2 separate regions of the Rattus norvegicus genome follow, and region 1 is linked to region 2. Evidence: chromatin contacts called from public Hi-C data. All regions are on one chromosome and are shown on one strand. Each heading gives the region's core, a stretch centred on a gene start, on an enhancer-like site or on the middle of the called end of the contact. The rest is flanking DNA. Distances are from core to core; before and after follow the strand shown.

Region 1 (5,047 bases), core at 2,135-4,634, 78 kb before region 2:
AGAGAGTTTTCTCAGTGAGCAGAAGGAGTGAGTATCAAGATCCAAGATGGAAAGGCAGGAAAAGCATGGAGTAAAGGCGTGGACAGAAGAGAGCAAGTGGTAGCTGTGACTGACCTGCAGAATGTAGAGCTTGGACTCTTTCCAGATATTCACTGATCTTTTCTTGGATCCGTTCTAGGCTGGAGCCTGCCATCTCTGCATAAATTAAGGCTTGGGCAGCTTCCTTAAAAGATGATGATAATAATAATAATAATAATAATAATAATAATAACTCAAAGAATTCAAAAGACCTATCATAATATGAATTTTAATTACTACTAATTTTCTACTCATTTCATGATAATAAAACAAAAACATCTTCAAGATATTTTTCCTTTTTTTAAAGATTTATTTATTTTATGTATACGAGTACACTGTAGCTATCTTCAGCACACCAGATCCCATTACAGATGGTTGTGAGCCACCATGTGGTTGCTGGGGATTGAACTCAGGACCTCGGGAAGAGCAGTCGGTGCTCTTAACTGCTGAGCCATCTCTCCAGCCCTCAAGATATTTTTCATACAGCAAATAAGTTATAAAATCTTCTAATACCTTTTCTTCCAGTTTCAATATCCTTAATTTTTATATTCTGTTGAAAATTTAAGAACCCAACTATTAAACACTTCTTCAGAATAGCTATGGTTTACATGTTTTCTATTTCCTTATATATAAATCAGGTGTAAATTATATACTTTGAAAAGGCACACTGAGTCTTAAAAAGCATTGAGACGGGTGCTGGGGCTTTGCTCTGGCACAGCGGTTGTCTAGCATGTACAAGACCCTGGTTTCAATATCCAGGACCACGAGAACCAAATCATTAAACAAAACAAAATATCAATTTAAAAAAAATCAGAAGAAAATGTAAAGGTAAAAAGTCTCAAATTAGAATTAAAATATTAGGGTAGAACATACCAAAGTAGATTTCAGTTTTATGAGACAAACTGAATTAAGACGACCTGACTGGCCCAAGAGTTTCCATTTCCCCACTACTGTTCTAAGGTTAGCAATGCTACTACCCACCTAATGAGAGCAGACAGATTTCTGCAAGTGACAGCCCCTCTCTGCAGGAGCTGAATGTGTGCTACACCTCACAGGCCTCATGCTGTTTCCAAAGCAGCTACCACTGAGCGTCATTTTGTAGGCCAGTTTTTGAACAGAAGTTGTTTAACTGAGTCCTATAAAATCAGTAAATGCAGTTTAGACCCCATGAGAAATTCAACCATAACAGCCAGCTGGAGTAGAAAAGATGACTTCTTCGGGGTCAATAAAGCAGATATTTCAAGGGAGAAAAAAAATTTTCCACACAAACAATAAATACCTAATCTTACATATACCAAAAATACATTATAATGAACCTCTTACACATAAATTAAATATTAGTTCAGAGTATACTTTACCCCTCACACATAAGTACTGATTTTCAAATAATCACCTCACTTTTTTAAAAAAGTCAAATAGTTACCAACTTTATTTTACTTGTTTTATTTATATTCAAAAGTGAAAACAGAATCAGGAGCAAAAATACACCTACTTTTTTACTCTCCCTTTTTAAAAGAAAAAATTAAAGACAGGGTTTCAGTATGTAACCCTGGCTGGCTTGGAAATTGGAAAGTAGACCAAGCCAGCTTCACCCCCTCCTCCCTGCCCCCTCACTCTCTCATCTCCTCCTCCTAACAGGGTCTCAGACGTCCTAAACTGGCTGGTCCCCCTGACTTCTGGTTTTACACAGTGCTGAAGATGATGTCCTCCTCACTTTTTAAAAAATTTCCTTAAAGATGAATTTTAATACCTAAATGACAACTTCTTAAAGGAAAAAAAAGTTGCATAGTGTTTTTTTTTATTTTAGAAAAAGTTATTTATTACTTTTTAGAGACAAAGTCGTACAATGTACCTCAAATCAGCCTGAACTCAGTGATCCTCTTCCTACCTCACTGTACTGAAAGCTGGGACTACAAGCAAATAAGCAGGTGCCACCACACTAGGCTATATGGTAGTATTTTGACAGTATTTGCTGACTTTGTGTCACAAAACTACAACAGAATTTTCTTTTAAAGAACTATCACCTGGTAGTCAGGCATGGTGGCACACTCCTGTAAATCTCAGCACTGGGAGGGCTAAGGCAAAGGGAAGATAAATTTAAAAACAGCTTCCACTACAGCAAGATCACGATCACTGAGAGAGAGGGAGACAAGGAGACAGACAGACACACACAGACACACACACAGATACACGCGCACGGGTGTGGTAGGGAGGTAGGATTGTAAAATCAAAATTAGGAAACTTAAAAGGAATGATCCTAAAACAAACCAAAGTGTCTAAATGTACGGTAGGTTTTAAAATAGTAAATATTCGCGGAAAGCAAACCACTCTTTACAGATAGCATAGGGAAAAATGTACTACTTCTGTATAATCAAGGAAAAGATGCCCACATAATGAAGATACAACTGGAGGGGTGTGTTTGCAAACCTTCAGGACTGGGGAGCACAGGATGAACGGCCAAAGTGCATACCCTTTGATTTAGCAACTGTGCTCCCAGTCAATCATCCAAAAGAAGTTATCACAAAGGTTTTGTTTTTTAAGACCTAAGGATATTAACTGCCCCCACTACAATGTTGGAAAGCCACAACCAAATACAGAACATGTTGTAAATGTAGCGCATGCAAGCAACCAGATGTTATCTAGGTACAATGCAGAAGTGAGGGGTCAAAATAGTGCGATATGATTGAGGTTTTGGGATTTAAAAGCCGCGTATACACACATACGTTCAGAAAAACAATCATGGATACATACATCGGATGCTAAAGTAAGATGAATTTCTTTTCTAATTTACTTTTTCTTTTCTACCTCGAACACGCACTATTGGCATATTCTGACAGATCACCCACGGTTGGTCACACATCAAGGCCAGCAAACAGCGAACAGGCCACTCACTCCCCATCCCACCTCTGGCAGCCACAGGCAGCAGAGCGGCGGGCATCTGCGGCCTGACAAGCTGGACTCGGCCGACCCGAGCAGGACCTCGCCCCTCCGCCTCGGGTTCCGCCAGCACTTGATCCGGTGACGCGGCCCGAGACCGGTGCCGGTCCTTACCTTGTAGTAAAACACCGCCTCAGAGTAGCGGCCTTCGTGGTCGCGCTGCACTGCCAGCCGCGCGAACTGCACGGCGTCCCGCTCCAGCGCCGACGCGTCCATGGCGCCCAAGGCCCCACGCCCGGGGAGGCAGACAGGCCCTGACGCCGGCCCCCGCCGCCCGGAGGCACTGCGAGGAGAACTGAGGACCCCGCGAGCAGAGTGGCAAAGTTTACTTTTGAGGGCGGAGGAGGAGAAGATGGAGCCTCCACTACCTCAGACCCGCCCGGAGGACTGCTTGCTCTGAGCAGCCCGGGCTCGGAGCCCTGGCGGCCGCCCCTCTCGCGTTCTCGCTCCGCCCACCAGCCGCACTGCGCAGGCGCAGTCGACCCCAGCGGGGGCTCCCTCCGGAGCGGGCGGGGCTCAAGGCGACCGCAGGTAGGCGGGGCCAGAACAGTGTCCGGTGGGATTGGACGAGGGGAAGCAGGTGCCAGGTCGAAGCCGAGGGCTTTCGCTTCCGCCTGCTAGAAAGGAGGTGCCAGTGCCCAGGAGGTTGTTGGAGAGGATCAGGGTATGGCTTGAAAGGAGCATGCGCGTCATGGAGTACTTCGTCCACTAAGTGAAAAGGATAGGCGGGAAGAAACAATCACGCACCTCCCGTCGCCAACTAGTTTAATTAAAAATAAAGATATGAAGTGAGGCTAGGAGGTGCTTTTGAGATGCTCTGGTAATGTTCAGTTGACAAACTAAATAAAGCATGACCTTCTACGGACCCCCATGGCACCCTGAAGTGTGGTATTGTTTGAATTGTCTACAAACCAGATGATGTGTTTTTACTTGTATCTTAGGGCAGGTTGAACGTTGTAATTACATAATAAATGACAGTTTGGTTGCTTTCTTTTATCCACTTAAACGTTTGAATTCAGCAGTGATGAAAATGAACTGATGGGAAGTACCAGAATTTGGATGAGATTCAAAATCCATGCTGTGTCAAAGTAGCAAGTCTTGACAAAAGTATACACTGTATGATTCCACACAAAAGAAACATTAACACAGCATATGCTGACACATCCCTGTAAGCCAGCAGTCTGGAGGCTGTGGTAAGAGAATTCAGCCAGTGCCATCTACACAGCAAAACCCCTGAACAACCCCAGGAAGCATATGTCTGTTATAGTGCAGTGCTTCCCCATGCAAACATCAACACAAATCAGCTGGAGATCTTGCTAAGAGTTCATTGTGAGCCTGACTATGGTGCTCGCCTGCACCATTTGGCAGAAGAAGCAAATCTCTCAGTTCGAGGCCAACCTGGTCTTCAGAGCTCATTACAGGATAACATGGCTACACAGAGAAACTCTGTCTCAGACAAAAAAGGAGTTGATTGTGATTCAGTCTAGAGCGGTTTCAGCTGTGTTTAAGCTCTAGAAAGACTCCTTGGTGATGCTAATGCTGGTGTTTCAGAATATTCATTATCAAGGTCACAATGGTGTGGATGCTACTACTGAAACTGGTCAGTGTACAGCTAAAGAGGCTGTGGTCAGCTTCCCTGTACGTCATGTGTGTCTAGACCAGCCACCTTGCTTGTGCCAGCTATGACTGTCTGCCATCCCCTTCCTCCATTCTTACAATCTTAAGCCCTAGCAATAGGATTTTCTTCACATCAAGCCCCCAAAAGGCTTTTTGTTCTATGCCATCATCCCCTAAAGGAGCTCTTAGTGTTTAGTCTTAGATGGGCCCATCACAAATGAATCATGAGACTTAGACAAATCGTTTTGCAGATGAGTAGTTACGCATTTGTTTCTTTGTTCACCAGTTGAGAAACATTTGTTTATATTCATACACGCCTGATCCTTACCTACCAATTTCCCAGGTTTCATGAAGCTTAATAAGTATGTTCATGAATCTACCTAGAAGGTAGGAAGTACTTTTAAGGGAAAGTACT
Region 2 (4,748 bases), core at 2,168-4,667:
CTGAAGCTGGTCCTCTTTGTGGATGCCATGAGCCACATCTGCCGCATCAGCCGAACCCTGCGCCAGGCTCTGGGCAACGCGCTCCTGTTGGGCGTGGGTGGCAGTGGCCGCAGCTCCCTCACTCGGCTGGCCTCCCACATGTAAGGCATCATGGCGGGCAGTGGGTGGCATGTGGCAGACTGTTTATAACAGATGCCTTCCACCACGGTAGAATCCTGTTGTCACCCCAACATAAACCTACTCAGCCCATGAGATTCTAGAAGAGCTGCAAACGGGACCTGAACCCCAAGAAAAGGCAGCAACAGTACCCTGCGGTGCTATGGGAGGGAGGTTAGAGGAAAGCATCCCGGAAAGATGCCTAGGAAAGAGACTCGTGGGCCTGTTTTCAGAATCCGAGCATGGAGGGTAGGTGGTGGATGGGGCAGGAATCTAGGCTATAGGAATCGTAGGCGTAGGTCAGGAAACGGAGAGAATGGGTGCAGGGCCTAGGGAAGCTACAAGTCCAATAGGAGCAAGATGCCAGGTGGCTAGCGGGGTCTCTGAGCACCCACCACCCAGCAGCACCTGGCTCCAGGCCTCTGACACGCCTTCACTCAAACTCCCACCTCCAGGGCGGAATATGAGTGCTTCCAGGTTGAGCTGTCCAAGAACTACGGCATGTCTGAGTGGCGTGAAGATGTCAAGAAGATTCTGCTCAAGGCTGGCATGCAGAACCTGCCCATCACCTTCCTGTTCTCAGACACTCAGGTGCACCCACCACAGCAGTGGGCAGGGCTCAGGGTGGGCTCACCACAGAGCACCCCCAAGTAGTATCCCGTAGGGTGCTCAGTCCTATATGCTCAACTCCCTATACATTAGGTGTGGGTGGGGTTATGATTAGACTGGTCAAGAGAGGAACCAAAGCCAGTCTCTCAAGGCTAAGGGGAAGCAGTGATCATTACTCATGCTCCAAGAGTAAAAAGCACCTTGGTGCTATAACACACTACTCATGGCTCAATGGCTTCCTACCTTAAGGACCACAAACGTGTTCCTGAGGAATAGGGAGCCCATAGCTCTGCATTAGGGGGCATAACGTCTCTTTCCAGGTCTCTGAGGAGAGAGGCCACAAGGCAAACAGGACAGTACTTAAACCTGACTGGCAGTACAGGTTGTGTGGGTCAAAGGCTCCAAGATCATGCCCCGACCCTAGACAAGGTCCCTTCCCTCTTAGATCTGTCCAGCCCTTTCATATAGTCAAGAAAGTGAGGTTTCCCTCAACACAGGCCAGATGGCTCTGTCGGTGGCCATGGTTTCTTCCTTAAGTAAAATAAGGCCTTGAAGAAAAGCTAGAAAAGGATCAGGAAGACTCCACCCCATCCCACCCCTGACTCTGGGCCCTGCCACAGCCCCGCAGGTTATACTCCCAGCCTCCACTATGGGGCAGATCTGAGTGGAAGGCCAGGACCTATGATGAAGTCAATGGCGTGACCTTGGCCTAGTTTCTATATGGGGCTGTTACAAAGGTCAGGCAAAATCATTCATGGGATGCGACTGTGGGGGTGTCCATAAAAGCTTAGCTCCTGCCCCTTGTCCTTCTCCAGATCAAGAACGAGTCCTTCTTGGAGGACATTAACAACATCCTGAACTCAGGTGACATCCCCAACCTCTACAGTGCAGATGAGCAAGACCAGATCGTCAACACCATGCGGCCCTACATACAGGAGCAGGGCCTGCAGCCGACCAAAGCCAATCTCATGGCCGCCTATACCGGGCGTGTGCGTAACAACATCCACATGGTGCTGTGCATGAGGTACGTGTAGCTGTCACCGAGCTACACGGGGCCTCAGGGATGTGAGCGAGTTCTTCTGAAGTGAAGTGGCCCCAGGCCTGGCCACCATGCCACTCAGACAGGACTACTAGGTTGGTTTGGCCTGGCTACTCTGATGTGGGGTTCTAGACAGGCCCTGAGTGCCGAGTGCCTAAGTCAGCGTTGCTGGGCCTCATGGGGATCCTTCTCCCTCAGTCCCATTGGAGAGGTCTTCCGTGCTCGCCTGAGGCAGTTCCCCTCACTTGTCAACTGCTGCACCATTGACTGGTTTAACGAGTGGCCCGCAGAGGCCCTGCAATCTGTGGCCACCAGGTTCCTGCATGAGATCCCAGAACTGGAATGTTCGAGTGAAGTAATTGAAGGACTGGTGGGTACCGTGGTGAGATGCAGTCTCTTGGGGGTCAGGGGGGAGAAATGTCTCACTTAATAGAGGCTCGGGGTCACTGAGGCCGACCACGGCCAGCAAAGTGTTGGTGAGATGGTGCTGCCTGGTTACGCCTCAGTTCTACAATGTGTGAAACGAGGCCGTAGGTAACATGGTGACCTGGAGTGTTCTACAGACAGCTAGCACCCCTTAGAGACTACAGATAGGATCAGGCAGATTTGTCAGTTCAGTCTTAGAAAGCTGGCCCTCTGAGGTTCAAGAGCTAAGATGAAGCCAGTGTTTCCCTGTCTTAGACCCAGCCTCTCTGATGGGACACCATCTTAGGCCTTCCAGAGGGAGGCGGCTCATGGGGCTGAGTCAAGGGCCACGGCTGGACGACACCTGGGTCCATCGTCAAGGCCAGGTCTGTTCTTGACTAGTATGGGCCTTGGGCTTTTCATCCACATTAAAGGTTACCTAGGCCCGGAGGTCATGAGGATCTTAGGAAACCATTTATCTGAGGTACAGTTGCGCTGTGACCCTTTCCTCGGGACCAGGGCACAGTGGCCTTGTGGGTACCTGGTACCTGGTCTTTGCTGAAGCACAGCAAGCGTCCATGATCTCTGCCTTCACAGATTCACGTTTGCGTGTATATCCACCAGTCCGTGGCCAAGAAATGTGTCGAGTACCTGGCAGAGCTGGCCCGCCACAACTACGTGACCCCCAAGAGCTATTTGGAGCTGCTCAATATTTTCTCCATCCTCATTGGACAGAAGAAAATGGAACTGAAGACGGCCAAACACCGAATGAAGAGTGGCCTTGACAAGGTAGGCCCGAGGAAGGCCGGAAGGCAGTGGCTAGCCTAGCTACCCGTGCTGGGCTTCAGCAGTCTTTGATGCCATGGCACCCCAGCCTTGAGGCGCTGCAAAGGGTGACTTCCTTCTCAGTGAAAAAAAAATAGAACTTATCAGTGAAGGGCAAAGTCAAACAGGTACCCCCAACTTCTCAGGGAGGGAGGCCCCCTCCTCTAGAAACCACTGAGCAACCAGGGGCACCCGAGTGGAGGTGATTCAGCAGAACCCTCTCCTCAGAACCCTGAGGCCTGGCGCCTCTCTAGTTCCTGTAACAACCGTTTCGTGTTTTGTTTTCTCTGCTCCCAAACTCAGCTTCTGCGCACCTCGGAGGATGTGGCCAAGATGCAGGAGGAGCTGGAGATTATGCGCCCCCTGCTGGAAGAAGCTGCCAAGGACACCTTGCTCACTATGGACCAGATCAAGGTCGGGTGCTCACGAGAGCTCTTAAGCCCAGCTCCCTCTCTGGTCCTGTGTGAGGATGCTCAACACCTCAAACATCAAAGGGCGAGCCCCTGGCTTTCACACCTCACCGGTTTCTCGTTTACCTGGCAGATACTTAGGCAGGACTATCCCCACGTTAGGCCAGGCACCCCTTTGGCTGGGCATTTATGAAGGGCAAGGCTGATGAATCCAAAGAGGCCGGGAACTGATGATGTCACAGCTCAGACTGAGCGGCAGAACTGGCATACACAGACATGCAGATGCCACACAGAATCAGGGTTTACATGGAGGGCTCGGTCCTCCCAGCACAGACCACCATTAGCATGACAGCTTTCTGCCAGGATTCAAGGCTTGGTCCTGCAGAGTCAGTATTACAAAACGTTCCCTGAAGAAAGGGGAGGTACACTTCGGCATTGTGCACAGACGGCAATGTGGGCCTGTAGGACTGGATTGCCCAAACCTGGAAACCCCTAAGGCCCGTGGTGGGCCTTGGAGATGTGTGGGAGAAGCTCCTAGACTTCCCAGGTCTCTGCAACCTATTGCAACTAAGAAGCCCTTAGGGGGTTGGGGATTTAGCTCAGTGGTAGAGCGCTTGCCTAGCAAGCGCAAGGCCCTGGGTTCGGTCCCCAGCTCCAAAAAAAAGAAAAGAAAAGAAAAGAAAAAGAAGCCCTTGGAAAGGGTGGACATCCCCATCCTCAGAAGTGGGGAGGGGTTGGTATTCCTGCCCTTGCCACTGGCCACTAACTGGATGCCCTGTCTCCCAACTGCAGGTGGACACAGCCATAGCTGAAGAGACCCGGAAATCAGTGCAGGCAGAGGAGATCAAGGCCAACGAGAAGGCCAGCAAGGCCCAAGCTATTGCTGATGACGCCCAGAAGGATCTGGATGAGGCCCTGCCGGCCCTGGACGCAGCCCTGGCCAGCCTTCGAAACCTCAACAAGAATGATGTGACAGAGGTGAGTAGAGGGCGTCACCTCGCACTCTCTGCGTCCCTCTCTGTGTCCTCTCAGGTCCTAATGGTGTCCCCAGGCCCACCTTGTGCACATCCTTTGGTGACTGTGTACCAACAGGGGACAGCAGAACGAGGGCCAGATCCTCACTGTCTGTCCCACTTTCCTGGGACCCTAGGTCTTGTGGCAGTAAAGACTTGGTTGGCAGGGCCCCACCTTGCCCGAGCTGGTAGGACCTTCCCCTTCTATACCTCTTGGCATGACCCATAGGTGCGTGCCATGCAGCGCCCACCCCCGGGAGTGAAGCTGGTCATAGAGGCCGTGTGCATCAT

The links. Hi-C and Micro-C count contacts between places; a contact is called where the count stands out from the background.
Region 1: a Hi-C map of the A7r5 cell line shows a contact between it and region 2, with 3 times the contacts expected there. The contact joins the promoter of Capn7 here to the enhancer-like site in region 2. A contact is called at or near these places in 4 of 12 Hi-C or Micro-C datasets (the A7r5 cell line, the Rat2 cell line, Schwann cells and 1 more).

What each region holds. Positions count from the first base shown.
Region 1 is chr16:6,550,480-6,555,526 of GRCr8, reverse strand. It overlaps Capn7 (calpain 7), which reads right to left and starts at 3,384. Exons shown (of 21, transcript NM_001030037.1): 1 at 3,130-3,384; 2 at 115-223. The coding sequence starts at 3,231.
Region 2 is chr16:6,472,975-6,477,722 of GRCr8, reverse strand. Dnah1 (dynein, axonemal, heavy chain 1) reads left to right here. Exons shown (of 78, transcript NM_001033655.2): 49 at 1-140; 50 at 612-747; 51 at 1,581-1,789; 52 at 2,003-2,174; 53 at 2,807-2,998; 54 at 3,338-3,448; 55 at 4,237-4,422; 56 at 4,687-4,748. Among named protein-coding and RNA genes, the nearest start is that of Bap1, 22 kb to the right of the region's middle. Within about 2 kb of position 3,417, at least 4 of the 93 cell types and tissues checked have an H3K27ac peak or open chromatin away from gene starts, as enhancers often do. A contact at or near this core is called in the A7r5 cell line, where this site is marked.